Linked DNA regions of Mus musculus: region 2 is linked to region 1. A link is a contact called in public HiChIP or PLAC-seq data. All regions are on one chromosome and are shown on one strand. The core of a region is the stretch at or near the end of the contact, and the rest is flanking DNA. Distances in the headings are between cores, read along the strand shown. Region 1 holds the start of Arsb (arylsulfatase B). Region 2 overlaps Ap3b1 (adaptor-related protein complex 3, beta 1 subunit).

What was found. HiChIP or PLAC-seq counts read pairs in DNA pulled down with a chosen protein or histone mark.
Region 2: an H3K4me3 HiChIP or PLAC-seq map of forebrain shows a contact between it and region 1, with 4 times the contacts expected there. The contact joins the enhancer-like site here to the promoter of Arsb in region 1. A contact is called at or near these places in 12 of 39 promoter capture datasets (the 3T3-L1 cell line, cranial neural crest, frontonasal cranial neural crest and 7 more), 2 of 484 Hi-C or Micro-C datasets (the N1E-115 cell line and bone marrow-derived macrophages) and 4 of 115 datasets of contacts at active chromatin or transcription factors (the NIH/3T3 cell line, bone marrow-derived macrophages, forebrain and 1 more).

What each region holds. Positions count from the first base shown.
Region 1 is chr13:93,769,687-93,773,948 of GRCm38.p6, forward strand. It overlaps Arsb (arylsulfatase B), which reads left to right and starts at 1,993. Exons shown (of 8, transcript NM_009712.3): 1 at 1,993-2,406. The coding sequence starts at 2,092.
Region 2 is chr13:94,373,604-94,378,055 of GRCm38.p6, forward strand. The region is part of intron 1 of Ap3b1 (adaptor-related protein complex 3, beta 1 subunit); the gene reads left to right. Among named protein-coding and RNA genes, the nearest start is that of Ap3b1, 17 kb to the left of the region's middle. Within about 2 kb of position 2,563, at least 36 of the 459 cell types and tissues checked have an H3K27ac peak or open chromatin away from gene starts, as enhancers often do. A contact at or near this core is called in forebrain, where this site is marked.

The DNA of each region.
Region 1 (4,262 bases), core at 743-3,242:
GTTCAAGTGTGTGTGTGTGTGTGTGTGTGTGTGTGTGTGTGTGTGTGTGTGTGTGTGTATGTGTGTTGGGGGGGGTGCAATTATGTTAAAGGATTATGGCATATTGATCAAAGCAAGAATCCAAGAGTTCACAATGAACTAAATACATAAGAAACTCAGAAACTCATAGAAAGGACGCTAAAAGGTCACTATTGGTAGCCATCCTAATTATAATCTATTCACACAAGAAATGAAAGCCAATAAGCAAAAGTTTGAGTACTACTTAGTAATTACAAGGGGGAGATGGTAACTCTGCAGTGGAGACCTGATGCCAGTAACACAGGGGTCCCACAAAAGAGCAAACCAACACTGTTCCTCTCTGTCTGAGGTACCAGGCATCACCCCACATCACCTTCCTGTACTCTTGTACGAAGCTGTTGCCTGAGTGAAATCCAAAGGAAACACCAAAGGAACACCAGTAGAGAGATTTTTAAAAGAACCACGCACAGTATGCATGCCATAGGTCTTCAGTATACAGATGAAAATCAGACTTTTCCCACCTGCACATTGCCAGGGCACCCCCAGCTGACATGCTCAGTTGAAATGCAGGGCACGGGGATTTTGGTGGGTGCTTAGTTCCAGGAGCAGTATTACTGGAGGCTGTTTGATGCTTATCAAGGGCAGGGAAAACCTGGACCTTGGCCTGGGACTGTAATCCCAGTTCTGTCAGTGGGAGATGAAGAGGCAGGAGGACAGAGAGCTGGAGGAGCTATCCTGGGGTACATAGTAAGCACCTGCTTAAAAACAAAAAGGAGAGGACTATAGAAAACAATTATGGAGTAGAAGAATATGCAGAGACCACACTATCCCCAACACAAAAGCGAACAAACAACTCTTCTAAGATATTGTTTTTGGGTTTAAAAATGCCAAAATTTAAAACTTTCTGGCTATATTTTACTAAGGATAAGTAGTAGTTATCTACTTCAAAGAAAACTCTTATGTATGTTAAGAGGGAAACATATATTCAAGGATAATCTTTTTTTAAAAAGGAAAATTTTGGCCGGGCGTGGTGGCACACACCTTTAGTCCCAGCACTCGGGAGGCAGAGGCAGGCGGATTTCTGGGTTCAAGGCTAGCCTGGTTTACAAAGTGAGTTCCAGGACAGCCAGGGCTACACAGAGAAACCCTGTCTCAAAAAAAAAAAAAAAAAAAAACCACACACACACACAAAAGAATTTTTTTACTCTCACACAAATCACAAATGCAGAAATGAATACATCATGTGATTTCATCTAATTTATTAGTGAGAAACCGATAAGAAATTAAAATTGGTTATAAGGAACAATACCACAAACGCCCATCAGCCAACCGCATGGAAGTCAGTTGAGTACATCAGCAATAATTACTTTTCAAGGGTATCATTCATCCAGAGCTTCTAAAGCTGTAAAGTAACTCCCACGGACTCGGCCTCAGCCAGAGAGGGTGTGTCCTTCAGGCAGCGCACATTTTTTCTCTCTCCACCTAACAGTTATCACTCATCTCTAGACATTGAGTAAGCAAGTAGACAGTCTTAGGTGGGCATACCCCGAATGTCTTGAAATGAAACTTCACCATTTCATTTTAGATTCTGGGCAGACAGAATGAATGTGTTTGGCCCACTGATGATGGGAAGGAAGTGGCTTCATGGGTACACACTGCACAAAGGAATCTGAAACACCATCTGCACCACCTCTCTTCTCTCATCTGTAATGGTCCAAACCATTACAGGGTTTCTTCTGGGGATAAAAGGAGCGCTAACTATAGTGCTTAGCTGTCAAGTTTGCGGCTAGATTTAATCAGATAAAGGTTGTGAAACAGCTTTGGAACTTGTGGCTCTCGAGTTCATGGCTAAAATAAAGAACGGGCCTCTGGGCCTTGGAAGGACCGGCTGAGTTCGCCCGCGCGCTCTGTGCGGCTCCTCCCCCGGCCCCCGCGGGAGGCGGAGGCCGTGGACGCCGGCCCTCCCCAGCCCGCGGCCCGCCCAGGTGGATGAAATCTTGCTGGGGAGCCCGGCCGCTCAGTTCCCGATTCTGTCGGGGGTGCCCGCAGCACGGGCTCTGCAGGCTGCTAAGGATGGGCAAGCTTAGCCCGTGCACTGGCAGGAGCCGGCCTGGAGGTCCCGGGCCGCAGCTGCCACTCTTGCTGCTGCTGCTGCAGCTGCTGCTGCTGCTGCTGTCGCCGGCCCGGGCCTCCGGAGCTACCCAGCCTCCGCATGTGGTCTTCGTGCTGGCGGACGACCTGGGCTGGAACGACTTGGGTTTTCACGGCTCGGTCATCCGCACGCCGCACCTGGATGCGCTGGCGGCCGGCGGCGTGGTCCTGGACAACTACTACGTGCAGCCGCTGTGCACGCCCTCGCGGAGCCAGCTGCTCACCGGCCGCTATCAGGTACTAGGCGGCCTCCAGCCCCGCGTGACCCCGCGAGCCCGCCAGCTCAGTCGGACCGCGCTCGACAACCCTGGCTTCCCCAGGCTGCTGCCTAGGGCCACTGCGCATGCCTGACTTCCTCCTGGTGGCCGAAGGCAGGAGTGGCTTTCGTTTTCTCTAGGTCAGAGGAGAGCGGGGTTTCTGGGATCTCGAGGTGCTGTGTCTGTGAACCCCCAAAGAGAAGGATAGACGAGGTCCTGAGGAGAAAGGATGGAGAAGAAAAGGGAGGCCCAAGGAGCTCCAGAGGGCCATTAAAGTGAGAGGCTGCACTGGGACGGACCCTAGTGACTGACGCGGTGTGTCATAGATCAGGAGTGACCTACTTGAGCCAGGAGGATAGGAAGCCATGTAGATGGGAGTTTCAGAGATTAATTTAGAAACACTAAAAAGACTTGGGATTGTTGACAAGGGACGCATCACCCGAAAAGCCTTCAGTGAATGAGCGTGGGGGTGGGGTATGTGAAAGATCTTAAGCTTTCTCTCAGCCCCTGTTGTACCTGGGAGTCAGGCCACAGGTGAGATAAGGTGCACCCCAGGCTCCTATATCTTTCCTTTACTAAGTTACCCCCTTGCCTATAACTATGCATATGTCAACAACGTGGAAATTCCAGCACCCACGCTCAGATCCTCCGCTGTGCATGGCTAACAATGGAAGTCATTTCCAGGTTCTCCGTACCCCTACAATGAAAATAAGGGTGCTGATATTTCTTCTACCTTTGAGGGTGAATCCAGCCCACATGAGTCTCTTCACTGCCCCTTTAGAGAGTATGTCCCCCACAGAGTATGTGTATGTTAAATGACTGGGAACAGTAAGAACGTATCTTGTAGTGTTTTTATTGTACTGAAACGTTTTTAAAAACCACTTTATGAGGTAGTTATCTTGAACGCCCTTTACAGGCGAGGAGATAGCTTGCCTAAATTGGATGTCAGCGGGGGAGTCACACGGCTATAAATTGCAATCCTTAGTTTCCTGCACCTACTCGTCTCAGACCTATGAAATTAGGCTCCCCTCAATCCAAGTTTGGTGGGTTTTTAAAATCCTGATGTGATTATGATCAAATTAAATTTAATAACTTTTAGTGGTTACTGATATTCTCTGTCTCTGTCCTTTCTTCCCTTTCTCCCCTTCCTTCCTTCCTTCCTTCCTTCCTTCCTTCCTTCCTTCCTTCCTTCCTTCCTTCCTTTCTTTCTTTCTTTCTTTCTTTCTTTCTTTCTTTCTTTCTTTCTATCCTACACACACAGTCACAGTCTTCTGGCCTTTCTTCATACAGAGATTTAGACAACATGGTGTTAGTATGGCTCTCGATACAAGTCAGCCAAAGATGTCAGATAGCAGATACTCAAGGAAACACGCGTTAGCAGTAAATATAAGTGTGATGCACTCCACTGTGTAATGGGTTATAAGTGTTTATTCAGCAAGCATTTTGAGCTTACTGCCCTCCTACATATGTGTCTACAGAACCTCTCGGATCAAACCTCATGTTCTAAAAATGGTTCCAGCAGTGATTCAAAGACTGAAGAGAGAAGGTAATATTTTTCCGAGGGACTCAGAAATATCTGTAGGCAGAGTTTACTGTGGAGCTAAAGCGTGGTTTGCTCTCCCACTAGCAATAAGGGCATCCCAGGGAATCCAGCAGGCTGCTGTGTTTAATCAGCTAGTCCCCAGGCCAGAGCGAGTATCTCCCAGCACACAGTGGGAGTCTCCACACCACTGCTCCTCAGAAGTAGGGTGAGGTGGTTCTGCATTTGCTCTGAAGATCAAGAACTGGACTCACGTTGCAAAATAATGGAGGGTCTGTTTATTTATGCAACATCCT
Region 2 (4,452 bases), core at 1,313-3,812, 600 kb after region 1:
AGTAACACATTTTCTCCAACAAGGCCATACCTCCTAATAGTGCCTCTCCCTGAGCCAGGGATATTCAAACCACCATACCACCATAGCTTCTCTATGCCACCATAGTCTCTCTTTGCCACCATAGCTTCTCACTACCCCATAGCCTTTGTCCTCAGCTAGGAGATGAGAGCCAGCATTCTAACTGTAGTAACAACAGCAATACTTTATATGGGCTTTGCTTGAGCCAGGGCCTCACTATGCAGCTCTGGCCATCCCAGAAGTTTCTGTGTAGACCAGGCTGGTTTCAAACTCAGAGATCTTTCTGCCTCTGCCTCCCAAGTGTTAAGATAAAAGGTGTGTGTCACCGTACTCAGCCTTATATAGTATTTTTATTTTCAGTTTTAGGCACTTCCATTTATTTATTTATTTATTTATTTATTTATTTTGCTTTTCGAGACAGGGTTTTTCTGTGTAGCGCTGGCTGTCCTGGAACTCACTTTGTAGACCAGGCTGGCCTCGAACTCAGAAATCTGCCTGCCTCTGCCTCCCAAGTGCTGGGATTAAAGGTGTGCACCACCACGTCTGCCCAGCGGTGCTTCCTTTTATATACCTCAAGAATTTGTAAGTCTGCCCAGTCCTACTTGTTATTCTCTGTGGAGAGGGAACCAGGGCTCTGCGGCCACTGAGTTACATCCCCAGCCCAACTGGACTCTGTAGTGATCTCTGTGCCCTCTGACCCCAGGCCTGTAGTCTCAGTTATTTGACTGAACCTGTGGACTAGTGCTGTGGACAGGCCCAGTTGTTCAGCCAGAAACCTCTGGATTTGGGTCTGTGTGAGATGCTTTAGCTTCTCTGTCTTTCTGTGGATGAGAACCTACTGTCTGTATCCCATTGCTTTTGTGTCCAGAATATAGGTAGGGCCTGTTCCTTTTGCTTTGGGAGGTTGTGACGTTTACATCCGTCACTGAAGACTGAAGGCTACTTCTCTACAGTTTGCAGAGGAGAAAGTCTTTATGTGTGTGCCTGTCTTTCCACGTGTCAGAACACGGCCATAGAAAATGCATTAACTTTAAGTGGGCTAAGGCACCCCAAGACATCACTGTAGCACTCAGTTGTATAACCCCTGTTTTTAGGATGGACTGGAAAGCCCACTGTCATCCTTCACACTGTCATGAGCATCCCTCGAACCTCTGCTTTCACGTGCTCCTTCGTTTTGATCCAAACGAGCCCACCCACTGTTGAAGGCGGTGCCCCTCCACTCGGCCAGATGTGCTTTATCCTGCCCTGATCCCCATTTGAAGTCTCTGCCTCTGTGGCTCACTTCTTATCCCATGTAAAGGGACAGTTACAGGGCCCCAAGATGGGTGAGTGCCTAATGACATTTACCACCCATGTTTGCGAAACTGACAACTGAATTCAATTATCCATAACCCTTACAAAGGAGAGAAGACCTCAGAGTTGTCCTCTTACTTACATACTTGCACCATGGCATGCCCCACCCCAAGACACTAATAATAAGGAAAATTTAAATTAAAAAAGACAATTAGAGGCAAGTATCCATTTTCAGTACACAGAAAAGTTGATCACATAAATGTCAGTGATTTACACTAATAGATAAGATAGATAATCTAAATAGATAATCTAAATATATTAGATTCTTGTCACCAAGCTGTGGTGGCACACACAGGGGAATAGGCGCAGGCAGATCTTTGTGAGTTCCAGTCTAGTTTAAAGAGTAAATTTCAGTACAGCCAAGGATACACAGAGAAATCTTGCCTCAAATACAAAACAAAATAAAAAAAAACCCCAACAACAACAAAACCCTAAATAAATAAATAAACAAACAAACAAGCAAAATATGTTCCTGTCAAGTAGGGCTGGGGTCTTTTATTAAGATCTCTATTTGAAACCTTCATCAGGAACTTGGAGGGACCACATGACTTAAAAAACCTGTAACAAAAAGAAAACCAAAACCACTGGTTTTGTCATTTTGTACTCCTACCCTCCTTTCCTTTGAGACAGGCTCAGGCTGCCCTGGGTGCCTGAGTCTGATGCTTCTACCTCCAGGAGGACTGCTGGAACTGCAGGCACGGACCACACCACTCCCAGCTTTGTGTTGTCTGTTCCTGCCCCAGATCTTGGAGCCAACCCCTCCTAAGGGTAGAGTTCAGTAGTGGTGCAGTGCCATAGAACTTGTCCAGCTTGACGGCACCACCAGTGACCTTTTAAAAGCTTCGTTTTAGAAGCAGACCTTCCCAAGTGCTTCAGAGACGAGCTTATTGCAAGTAGAGATTGCATATTGGTCTCCCCAGCTCCCTCCACAGAAGGCTGATCCAACTCATCAGATGGGAAACTTACCTTCTGTGGCCCTGGAAACATGTTTGCTTTTAAAAAAAGAGTTTTAAAATTAATCTAGCTTTGAGTTGGCATATCTCACTAACACAGTTGTAGAAACTTAGATTTGCCCTCATGTAGTTTATGAATTTCTTGGAGGAAGAGTGAATACTAATACCCAGCCTTGATGCACCAACTGACTGCTTGGCATGTGTGTGTTGATGCCCATCTGTTACTGTGGCATCATGCCCGCTATCATGGTGGCATGCCAGTAGCAGCGAGGCGCAGGAGCCAACAAAGATGAATTGTTTGGATGGGATACACCATTCTGTAATACTAATTAATTTTGAGCTGATGAAGCTGCATGAGCTAATGCTAACCAAATACAGCCCAAGTACAATCAGTGAAAATAAAATGCACTTTGACTTACAAAGGGGTACATCACACACATTGCAGACTGCCACTGAGAATAATCACCATCAGTGTTTACTATGGTTCCAGCAATCAGCTTTCTTTGTATAAATTTTAGAGCTTAAAAGAAAAAAAAAAAGCAATGTTTTTTTATCGTGGTAGAATGTGATTAGCAAGGAAGTCATGTAACATTGTTAATTACAGAGTTTATACGACTTGTGTGGTTCTTTACAGTATTGGATTTGAAAATAAATTTTGTTTAATTCTGTGCTTTACCAATCCCAGCCCTGTGATGGCGTGCTAATGAAAGCTGAGCAAGGTCAGACATGTCCACAGTTTGTTTTCTGTGCTGGCTTCCTTATTGGTTACTCGGGAACAATAGCAGCTACCTGCACTTCATCCAGACTTTGTCTCTCCGAATGTGACAGCAGAATAAGGCGTTAAGTTATGGAAAACGCTGGGACTTAGTTACATGTTATAAACACATGATGTAGACCTCCATTTGTATACTGTCACAGTCAACCAGAATGAACAAGTTCTTAAGTATCTTTTCATAAACCATCAAAGGATCTTATACAGACAGACACACCATTCTTTCTGCGTCTTCCTTTTTACTTAATATATTTTGGAGATCTGTCCACATTAGTATATGAAACAAGTCCAGTCTCTAGCCACAATACTGTGTGCCTTGAGGTTGGCTAGTCACTCTGCTCTGGAAGGATCTGATCGGTTTCACTTTTGTCACCTATAAGCAGTTCTGCAGTATATATTTTTGCACACACCGGGTGTGAGTTTATCTTCTTAAAGGAAACGTTTTTAGGGCTGGAGAGATGGCTCAGTGGTTGAGTGCCGACTGCTCTTCTGAAGGTCCCGAGTTCAAATCCCAGCAACCACATGATGGCTCACAACCATGTGTAACGAAATCTGATGCCCTCTTCCGGAGTGTCTGAGGACAGCTACAGTGTACGTACATTAAATAAATAAATAAATAAATAAATAAATAAATAAATAAATAAATATTTTAAAAAAGGAAACGTTTTTCGAGGTACTCTTGTAAAGTCAAAGTGCATTGAACATCAACTCGTGGTGGGTTTTGCTGAGGTACCTTGTAGATGATGGCACCAAGTCCCGATGACTAGCAGTAAAGCCTGCTTGCTTTCACATCAGTGTCAAACGCTGGCCATCCTTGAACTAAATATATAGTATTTTAGTAGTTCTAGAATTTATGTTCCCATTTTTTTCTAATCTAGCTCTTTTAAAAACTCATTCCATTGTCTTCTGCCTTCTGAAGTCAGCATCAGCGTCATGGAAGACCTGCCTGCCCATCTATATAAGTATTATTGGGACATAGCTGTGCCCCATCATGCATTCTCTGTCTGTTTCATGCTGCAGTAGAGATGAATAGTTAGACCAGGGATGGTGTGGCTATTAAAGCCTAGACTTTATTACTTGCCCCTGTATAGGGAGGTTTGCAGATGTGTCTTAAGGCAGTGTGTTTCATTGTGGTGTCTTTAAGGATGGTTTCTCATTGTTCTATCTTTTTTTTTGGTTTTTCGAGACAGGGTTTCTCTGTATAGCCCTGGTTGTCCTAGAGCTCACTTTGTAGACTAGACTGGCCTTGAACTCAGAAATCCATCTGCCTCTGCCTCCTGAGTGCTGGGATTAAAGGCGTGCGCCACCACTGCCTGGCTTGTTCTATCATTTGACTGATGCACTTAGCATAACTTT